2 separate regions of the Mus musculus genome follow, and region 1 is linked to region 2. A link is a contact called in public Hi-C data. All regions are on one chromosome and are shown on one strand. Each heading gives the region's core, a stretch centred on a gene start, on an enhancer-like site or on the middle of the called end of the contact. The rest is flanking DNA. Distances are from core to core; before and after follow the strand shown.

The links. Hi-C and Micro-C count contacts between places; a contact is called where the count stands out from the background.
Region 1: a Hi-C map of uterus shows a contact between it and region 2, with 2.2 times the contacts expected there. The contact joins the promoter of Rusc2 here to the enhancer-like site in region 2. A contact is called at or near these places in 8 of 39 promoter capture datasets (the SN4741 cell line, cranial neural crest, embryonic stem cells and 3 more), 2 of 484 Hi-C or Micro-C datasets (cumulus cells and uterus), 4 of 115 datasets of contacts at active chromatin or transcription factors (differentiating embryonic stem cells, embryonic stem cells, heart atrium and 1 more) and 4 of 9 other capture datasets (adipose tissue, embryonic stem cells, liver and 1 more).

What each region holds. Positions count from the first base shown.
Region 1 is chr4:43,403,176-43,408,334 of GRCm38.p6, forward strand. It overlaps Rusc2 (RUN and SH3 domain containing 2), which reads left to right and starts at 3,327. Exons shown (of 12, transcript NM_199057.3): 1 at 3,327-3,505.
Region 2 is chr4:43,306,432-43,311,666 of GRCm38.p6, forward strand. Atp8b5 (ATPase, class I, type 8B, member 5) reads left to right here. Exons shown (of 29, transcript NM_177195.3): 7 at 2,057-2,118; 8 at 5,025-5,097. Among named protein-coding and RNA genes, the nearest start is that of Gm46851, 31 kb to the right of the region's middle. Within about 2 kb of position 3,455, at least 18 of the 459 cell types and tissues checked have an H3K27ac peak or open chromatin away from gene starts, as enhancers often do. A contact at or near this core is called in pancreatic islet and uterus, where this site is marked.

The DNA of each region.
Region 1 (5,159 bases), core at 2,077-4,576, 97 kb after region 2:
TGTAGCCCTGGCTGTCCTGGAACTCACACTGTAGACCAGGCTGGCCTCGAACTCAGAAATTTGCCTGCCTCTGCCTCCCAAGTGCTGGGATTAAAGGCGTGCACCACCGCTGCCCGGCACGATTCGTATACTAACAAACCATGTTCAGTCCTAACTTTGCCTTTAACCAGATGTTTCTGGATTTTTCCCTATGAGGAGCATAATCCCTCCGAGTTGTAGTCAGAGTCCCCACAATCGGGAAAGAAGGTTGTCAAACATGGAGGTTTAGCGTCCCATCTTCAGCCAGGAGCAGATCAGTTTGGTGCATTAAGGCTGGAAAAAAAATGTTGAAACCCTCGTTCTGACACTGGTATCACTTCCCCAATCATGGTGCTGCCCTGGCCACCCCAGAGCCGTATTGGCAATGATCTTAATAAAACTATGAGACCCTTAGCTTAGATAACGATTCCAGAGTACCCCCACAGTACCTTGTACAGAATAGGAGTCATGTAGATGCCCACAGTGTGACCTTGGAGATGGCTTGCTTGGTAGAGTACTAACCCTGTGAACATGAGTCGCTGAGTTCAAACCCTTAGCACCTGTGTAAAGGCTGAACCCAGTGGCGTGCCTGTAACCCCGAAAGTAGAGGAGGCAGAGACAGGCAGGTCACTGTGACTTGCTGACTAGCTAATTTTGCTCGACTTGGTGACATGTGAGCGTGCACCCACCAAACCCTGCACACAAACACACATGCATACAGCATTCATACAGAGACTGTAAGGTCTTGGGATAGCCAGCAGGTTGGTTCTATAGGTAAGGGTGCTTGCCACCAAGACTGACAACCTGGGTTTAATTCTTGGAGTCCACACAAGGGTAGAGGAGAACTGACTCCTTGAAAGCTGTCCTCCGGCCTCCATTTGTGCGCATGGCGGCGCATGCGTGCCCACACACCCCCCAAATGTAAAAGAAAAATGCTTCTAGATCAGGAAAATACAGTTTATCATAACTTATTTTGATTTGTCTTAATGTGAGCATTTGCTATTAGATCAGTCATACAGTTTGAGGTGACATGGCCAAATGCAGGTTATTGCTGAATGGAATAACATAAACAGAAGTCCTCCCTTATTTCCAGATAAGTTCCTTGAGGTGAAAGGTCAGCAGAGTGACCTTATTGGGAAAGGTCAGGGACAAAGGTATACTGAGACGACACACAGTCCTCACTTCTGTCCCTCTTTGAAACAGGGTCCTGCAATGTAATCCAGACTGACCACAAACTCGCAGCGAAAGCAGATGCCCCTCAGCTTCCCAGACGCTAGGGTCACAGACGCTGGGGTCACTACACCTGGCTCCTTGGGCACCAGGCATGCAGTAGGGCTGGGTAGTAAGTAACAGCATGATCTGTGGTGTGCTAAACTAAAGGAATCATGGAGTGTGTGTCGCTAGCTCTGCAGGCTCGGGGTCGTCTGCCTCACAGATATTTTCGGGACAAAGACCCTGGGCCCAAAGTTCTCATGGGAATCAAGTAGTGAGTACTCCATGCTCTTGATCACAAATGGCACTGCTTAACCTACAGCAAGCCCCAGAAGTAGTCTCTATCAGCTCCAGAAAAGGCCAGCGCCCCACACCTACCGTTTCAGCCATGCTGAGAGGGCTGCTACTGGCTGCTCAGGGTTGTAAGCTCCTCCCTTTTCCGGCTTCTCTTCTTCATTGTTTGCTTCTTTGTAGGACCAGGGGCTGTTGATCCTCAAGCGAGTCAAGGTTAGACCTCTGTAATTCAGCTCAGGTCAGCATGAAGTCAGGAAACACACAGGTCTCAGGAGCGCGGGGAAGATGCAAGAACGGAAGTAGATGAATGTGAAGGCGTGCACCTGGAACCCCAGCGCTGCCTCTCAAGGCTTCTTGAGACCTGAAATCCAGAGTCTTCCCGGTAGAGTGGAGATAGCATAGTCAGCCACCATACCATGGGTTCTACGGCCCACAGATTCAACCAACCATGGAGGAGAAATATTCAGGGGAGGAGAGCTTGCCTGGGACACATAAAGCCCTCAGTTCAATTGGAAATTTAGTTGGGGGAGTAAAGGAAACAGTTCAGAGCAAAACCAAATAAATGCGCATGACTCATTGGGAACCACAGCGCTCACCAGGAAGGTGGCTGGTTGGCTGGTTGGTTTTGTTTTGTTTTGTGGAGTTTTTGAGACAGGGTCTCTCTATGTAGTTCTGGCCACCCTAGAGTTCTCTATGTAGACCAGGCTGGCCTTCGACTCACAGACATCTGCTTGCCTCTACCTCCCAAGTGCTGGGATTAGAGGCATGTGCTGCCATGGTTGTCCTGAAAGCTGCTGTTTTGGAGGGTGGCATCAGTGAGCAGCGACAGATTCCACTTACACACCTGGCTCGTGTGTGGTCTGCTACTGCGCGGTTATCCTCACAGAATGGCCCAGAACTCGAGAGAGGAAGAGGCAGGTAGTTCAGAAGGTCCACAGTTGAAGCGAAGGCTCTAAGAACCCAGTCCCTTTCCTTTGCCTGCCTTCCTGTGGGAGAAGGAACTTTCCAGACTCTCTGCCTGGTTAAAGGGAATCGACTCCCTTACAACCCTGGTCGAACCCAAGTCCGCAAGAACCAAAAACTGATGTGACAGGCTCAGCTCCGCTTAAACTGTTAGACCCTCTGAAGAGCCGGGAGACCAGCTGAACCCTGGGTTAGGGAGGTGGCCTGCAGCCACCCAGACTTGGAGCATCAGAGCCACCTGCTCAGAGAAGCCCCCTGTGGCCCAGGGGCTTCCTTCAGAAGCCTACGCAGAGGGACCCTGGAAACCCAGCACTGAGATTGGGCCTTGTGAAAAATGCCGGTGTTGTTTAGCTGGTGGAATGCTGATCTGTCGCTGGGAATATTGTTTTGTTTAGTGTAGCCTCTGGGTGGGGCTTCCAAAATCTCCTTCCAGGATGACCCTCCACCCTAACCCAGCTGGAAACCTAACTAAAGAAAAAGCTGGGAAACACGCAGTCATTCACTGCCTGAGTGGGAGGAGTGTGTGTGGGGGGGTGCTTCTAGCCAAGGTCGGAAAGGAGCGGCCTGAGAAGGGAAGGAAGGAAGGAAGGAAGCGCCCAGGCTCTGCCCAGACTTCTTCCAACACTCAGGACCCAGGAGAAGCTAGGCTCGGCTCTCCCTGGGTTTTTATGCTGCTGTCTGGAAAGTCTCCGTCTTCCAGCACCTACTGCCCCCTGTGGCTGACTTCTCTCTCTACGCCCCTCCCCCAGACTAACAGGCCGAAGGGACCGACCTGGAACTGAGTGGCTGCACTGTGGGCTTGCCTGCTCCTTTCCCTCCCCATCCCTCCCCTTAGTAGCAACGTCACCGCAGCCCAGCCGCCGTGGCAGCAGCAGCAGCAAGAAGACAGGCTGAGATTGCGCAGCCTCCCTGCATTAGCTCGGGATGCCATTGTACTAACAGAAATCAGATCTCAGGGTATCAGCCCGGTCCCCCTTGTGCGATCTCGAGGACCAGTGATTCAGCTGCCATTGTCGAGGTAGGGCGCGACGGGCGTGCAAAAGGAACGGGAGCCACCAGGTCCAGCTCGAGGCTCCTTGCAGAGGAATGGCTCTGGGGTGGGGGGTGGGAGGTCACTGCTGGCAGAGGCCGGATCAGCATCAGCATCTGGGCTCTGGCTTCTGAAGGGTGGCTTTGTCTTTCGGAAAGGGAGAGTGACAGCAAGCGGAGACAAACTCATCTCTGCATGCATGCATGGGCCGGGCAAGAAAGAGGCTTGGGCTGATGCTATCTATCTGTGCTGTTTGGTCAAGAAACAAGATCCTTTTCTCTTCCTTCCTTCCTTCCTTCCTTCCTTCCTTCCTTCCTTCCTTCCTTCCTTTCTTTCTTTCTATCTGGGTATTTCTAATGAAGCTGCTGTAGCTGCAGCTTTCAAATCTGGACACAAAGGCTGAATGGGTGGAGACCCTTCTACAGCTCGTGGAAGTTTATGCTGAAAACCATGCAGGAATCTATGCATTCTTATCCAGAAGGTTGGGTGGCTTTTCCTCCCCACACATGCATACTTGTATGCACACAGACATATCCATTGTAGAAGCTGCCAGGCTCTGGGATTGGTTGCAGTAAGAATGAATGCAAATGCCCTACAGCGTATGGAGAGAGGGATGCTGAAGGCACCTGACCTCTTATGTTATACTCAGCCCTGCTCTACAGAGCAGCTTCCTAGCAGGAAGGGACCAAAGCACAAGCTAAACCAATGCCCCCTGATCCACCATACCGCCCTCTTCCCTTCGTCCTGCCCTAGAGAAGACTGTCAGCCCCACAGAGGCTCTCCGAAGGACCTCAGGTCAAGGTCAGATCACTAAAGTATAACAATGAATGCCTTTGCCTCCCTCCCTGCTAGCTCTGAAGAAACCAGAAAAGCAGCAACTAGGTACTGTGACCAACAGAGGGATGCTGTTGGGTGAACAAAGACAGGAAGCGGCCTTCTGGAGTTGTCTTGCCCGTAGGCAGACAGATCCTTAGCCCTGTTTCCACCATTCACCCGGTAGTCAACTTGGAGATTAGACGGGAGTTTTACAATGTGTGACTGGGCATTTCGGGAGTGTCCTGAGAGTAGGTTAGTTCCCAGCAAGCCAAGAACTGTGAACAGCACAGTGGAGCAAGGGGGAAGTGTCGTGAGAACCATGAATGGGCCAGGATGAGGCAGAAGCCTGAGAACTGGGGCCTGAAGGGCAGGAAACAGGATTGACCAATGTGAGAACATGGGACGAAAGGGGCCGCAGGTTCAGACTAGTTGATAGAGCTTATATAAGTGGTCACGGCAGTGGGCACCATGGAATAGTAGGAAACAGCTGTGTGAGGGTGATGGCCGGACTTGAGGGAGAGGACTGGCCTCAAGCCCTTGAGAATGAGTGGTAGTAGACACCCTCGAGAGGGGACGTGCCCAGGCTTGGAGCCATTTCAGCTGTGATTGGGAGTGAGCTACCCATAACCTGCAGCTTGGTTTCCTCGTGTGTTAAACGTGTGTGATGACACACACACCTCTAATCTCAGTACTCAGGAGGCAGAGGCGGGCAGATCTCTGAGTTCAAGGCCGGCCTCAGCTACAGAGCCAGTTCTAGGTCAGCCAGGGCTATACAGAGAGACCCTGTCTCAAAAATATAAGCAAGCAAGCCCACGCAGTGAAAATG
Region 2 (5,235 bases), core at 2,205-4,704:
CCTTGTGGCATCTTCAAAGAGGCCTGGTTTTGTCAAGACAGCATATGGACTAAAGTTTAAGAGTAGGCCATTCCTCACAATGCTTTTTTAACTTTGTAAAATCTAGGCTTACTTCTGGGTCTTCAGATCTATTCCATTGATCAACATGTCTGTCTCTGTACCAATACCATGCAGTTTTTATCACTATTGCTCTGTAGTAAAGCTCGGGATCAGGGATGGTGATTTCCCACAGCTGTTCTTTTACTGTTAAGAATTGTTTTCACTATTCTGGGTGGGGTTTTGTTGTTGTTGTTGTTTTGTTTGGTTTGGTTTGGTTTTTTGGTTAGTTTTTTTTTTTTTTTGCCTATCCAGATGAATTTGAGAATTGCTCTTTCTATGTCTTTGAAGAATTGTGTTGGGATTTTGATGGGGATTGTATTGAATCTGTAGATTGCCTTTGGTAGGATGGCCATTTGAGGGCCTGCAGAAAGAGTGTAAACAGGCAACCTCAGGAATAGGAGGTTGGGGAGGGGGACCCCAGAATGTACCAGAGACCTGGGAGGTGAGAGACTCCCAGGACTCATAGGGAGGGACCTTTGTTGAAATGCCCAACAGTAGGGAGAGGGAACTTATAGAGCCCACCTCCAGCAGGAAGATAGGACATCAAGTGAGGGATGGGGTTGCCATCCCACAGACATAACTCTGACCCATAGTTGTTCCTGTCTGAAAGAATTACAGGGATGGAAATGGAGAGGAGCCTGAGGAAAAGAAGGTCCAGTGACAGGCCCAAAGTGGGATCTAGGTCAAGGGGAGATCCCAAGGCCTGACACTATTGCTGAGGATATGTAGTGCTCACAAAAAGGGATCTATCATGACTGACCTCCAAAAGATCCAACAAGCAGCTGAAAGAGTCAGATGCATATATTTGCATCTAACCAATAGACAGAAGCAGCTGACCCTTGTTGTTTAATTAGGGAAGTCTGAAAGAAGCTGAGGAGAAGGGTGTCCTATAGGAGGACTAGCAGTCTTAATTAATCTGGACCCCAGAGATCTTTCAAATACTGAACCACCAAACAGAGAGCATACACCAGCTGATATGAGGCCCCCAACACACATACAGTAGAGGACTTCCAGGTCTGTGTTCATTCAGAGATGATGCACCTAACCCTCAAGAGACTGGAGGCCCCAGAGAGTTTAGAGGTCAGATGGGGTGGAGGGTAGAGGCATCCATGTGGAGATGGGGTGTGGTGGGGAGGAGATGTGTGATGTGGAGCAGTGGAGGGTGGGAGGGGAGGGGCGGGGAATAGAATGTGGAGTGTAAAAAATGAATTACAAATAAATTAAATTAAAAAATCTAGGCTTACCACATATAGTGGCTTAGATTTCAGTCACAACTCAGATACTCAAATGAGATACATAAACTCATTTTAGCTCAGGACTACATAATACCCGGCTACCCTTACCTTCTAGTGAGAACTGAAAACTCAACTTGCCAGTATAAGGCAACCCAGCTACTTCTGGTTCAGGGCTCGTCTCTGAATAAGACTTGTTCTGTTTGCAGAACCTGGAGTCATGGGAAACGGGGTATTCTGCCTGCCCCGTCCTAGTCCTGCCCTTCTCGAGGGGAGAGAGAGCTCCACCTCCAAGGAGCGGCTCTTGTGATCCTGCATTGGGGCACTGCTGTGTTGGTTCTCCTGCTAGCATAGGTCTTTGAATATTGGCCTCTTTACTCCCCACATCTGCTGTAGATGCTTCTGGGTGCCCCCTTTCTCCCTCCAGTTCTTTGTACACCTTTGAGGGGATCCCCTAGTGTTGTCTGGCATGTGCCCTGTCCTCTCAGCTTTTGAGTCATTTCTTTTTAAGCTCCTAGGCATTCATTTTTTATATTTAGTCCAAAGATGGGTCTCTTTCTTTCCTTTTCTGCCTTCCTTCCTAGTTTCCAATGAGCTTTAGCCTCTTAGTCTGGCTTTGATGGTAGGAGGGCTTTGGGATATGGAAGAGGGGATCAAAAAACATTTAAATTGTACATGTGAGTTTCTATTTGTTTATTTCCTGAATGTTTGCCGTGTGATTTCAGAAAAGACACCGAAGTGACCAGCAGATCAACAACCGCTCTGTTTCAATCCTGGTGAACGGCAGGTATGTTATCTTAGGAAAGCCAGGCTAGGTGGAATCGGCCTGTGAAGAGGCCACCATTGCTAAACCTTGATACGGTGGGGACTTTAGAAAGGTAATTCAGGACAGTGAAATGGCTTCATGATAAACTTAAAATGAGTTTGTTTCTACTTCATTGAGGTCTTTCTCTTTGAGATGCTGGGGATCAAACCCAGGACCTCAATGTTGGGGTCCAGGAATCACCTAATTGACCACACAAACACCGATCTCAGCCAGACAGGGACAGTTTATTGAACACACACCCAGGACTGAACAACCAGAGCCATGGGCCAGATTTGGGATCTGAACCATGACCCCAAGTTGAGGTCCTATAGGCCTTTTTAAGCCTGAAGTCTACAAATACCTGTGTCATGTTATTCCACCAATCAGGATTTAAGGATAGATGATTTCCTTAGGAACGTGTCTTTGATGTACATTAGCCTGCTCCCATTGGTTGGGGTACTGAACTGTGGCAGGGGACTTGCCTTGTCTAATATTCATGTTTTAACTTGTCTACCAACATGGGACTTGTCTAGCATCCATGTCTTAACTTGCTAACCAGCATGTCAGTTACTCACATACATGTCTCTTTCTGCCAAGTAGGATGCCAGTTCCCAGGGAGGTCTTAAGAACTTAAACTTTACTTGACCACTACTCAAAATGAAAGTCTTACTTTAAATAGTTTCTTACATCTTTTATGTTGGGGTTCATCCAGGGGCAGCTTATAAAAGCAAATATCATAAAAGCTTAGACACAGATGTAGGAAGAGCTGTTTTGTATTGTGGGTAACTATGCAAAACAGTTCTACTGACCTCTATCATGATTGGTTTCCAAGGGCACAAAGCGTAACAGAATATGTAATCAACTTGGCATTAGAACGTTTCCTAGAAACAGCAGAAACCTATGAGAAAGTTTGCTTATAATAGCAGGCTAGCCAGGTAACAGTTACCTAGGCCTTAACATTTACCTAGGCTTTAACATTCCACCTTGGCCTTAACACTGGTGTGTGCTAGGAAAGAGCTCAAAGAACTTGCCTGTAGATGTCTCTAGTATACCCTGAAGTGTCATACTAACTGAGATGCCTCTGGGCTTCTTTCCGAGAAAATGGAAATAATAAGCTCTGTCTTAGATGCCTGAGAAAATAAAATGAAAAATATATCCAAGCAGTTAATAAATTATAGCGTGAAGTTAATATGCCTGTGACCGTTATCACCGTGACTGGCCTCGGGACGTTTGTCTTTAGAACATAATGGGTTCTGACAAGGCTCACTGGCTGCATTACCATAGCCTTTCATCCAGGCGTCAGCTCACAACTCACCAGCCCAATTTAGTGTCTGCACTGGCTCCACGGCTGAGCTACATGGTGGTAAGACTGGAACAGGGCAGACATGTTCCTACAGAGGGCAAAATGTGGAAAATACTCTAAGGGTCGTGGCAAGCTGTTACAGAGCCATGTCTGACAGAAGGAATTATGGGGGAGGTGATGTCTGTGCCAGCTCTGGGTCAGGGAAGCACTGCAGATGTTAGAGTTCATGAAAGGAGCACGAGGAAAGAAACCGCAAGCCTGACAGTCACCAGGGATGCATGCCTGCCTTTCTCTTGGTGGCCAGCTCGCAGGGTACTGGCCTTCTGTAGCTCTGATCAGGCCATTCTGTTATCCAGGCTCTTGGCATCTGAACCCTCATTACTCAGAGTGAATTGTTTCCTCCAGTGTTTTATATAGCTGGAAGTTCTCAAGACCAAAAAGGTGAATTACTATTAAAATGGGGAAGGGATAATATTGTTTTAAAAGGCAAAACTGAGTATATTAGAAACTTATCAAACTGAGGAATTTCTGACCAAATAAATTTAATCAGATGAACTCCCTCAAATAACTCAAGTACTTGTATTTTTTGTTTTTGTACACAGTTTTTGGAGAAGAATTTATCACAGAGAGAATTTAGGAGTTAGTCTGAGGCCCTGGTGTGCATGTGTACACAAAAAACATATCTGACCTTTAACAGAGAAGAAGTGACTTAGGAGTACTGTTGGAAAGTTGGAGAGAGAGAGAAAGAGAGAAAGAGAGGGAGAGAGAGAGAGAGAGAGAGAGAGAGAGAGAGAGAGAGAGAGAGAGAGAGAGAGAGCTGGTATTGTTGAATCTGCTCATACTGCCATCATACTACCAGACTTCCTTTTATAGGAAATGAGGTTTTAAAGGGTCAAAGGTAACCCAATAAAAGAAGCAAATAAAATTAGTAAAGCCAGATGATAGAATACATTTTAGCCATATAATAAAAGAATGAGTCCCGCCGGGCGGTGTTGGCACATGCCTTTAATCCCAGCACTTGGGAGGCAGGGGCAGGTGGATTTCTGAGTTCAAGGCCAGCCTGGTCTACAGAAAGAATGAGTCCCATCTATATATGTCCTTTAAGATATGTTATTAAATAAAATATGAAGACAGTAAGGTATCTACTATTCTACTTCGTTTCTTTGAGACAGGGTCTCACTGTGTAACCCTGCCTGGCCAGGAACTCTCTATGTAGAACAAACTGGCCTTACACAAATCTTTCCGCCTCTGCCTCCCAGGTACTGGGATTATTAACCTTACTGTGTAACTTTGAAATATATATGGGGTAGAGGATTCTATGAGTTGATATTTTCTAGGAAAGTTTTTAGAATATAGTGGCTCCCTTTGAGAAACAAAGCTACCTGCTGGGGAAAGTGATGTGTCCAGAGAGACAGAGCTTGCTCTTGACCGTGCAGAGCATGAAGCGCCAGCGCACTCTGACCTCTGCATCTTGGCTCCCTTCCCTCCAGCCTGTCCTGTCTCTTCTGCTTTGTTCTATTTAGTTATCAGAACAGAACTTTGGAGAGACTGTCCCAGCAGAAATTCAAGGCCCATTTTCTTACAGGGTTGAGGAGATCAAGTGGAGGAATGTCCAAGTGGGGGACATAATTAAGCTGGAGAATAACCATCCTGTTACCGTGAGTACCTCCTCCGGTGTGGCTTCTCGCTCCTCTCCGTGTATTAGGATCAGGGAGCCCTATGGCATTTTTGCCTCCGCCTCTCTTGGGCACCTTTCCGCTGCCTCTGGAGATCATCAGCTCTGGAGATCATAGGCA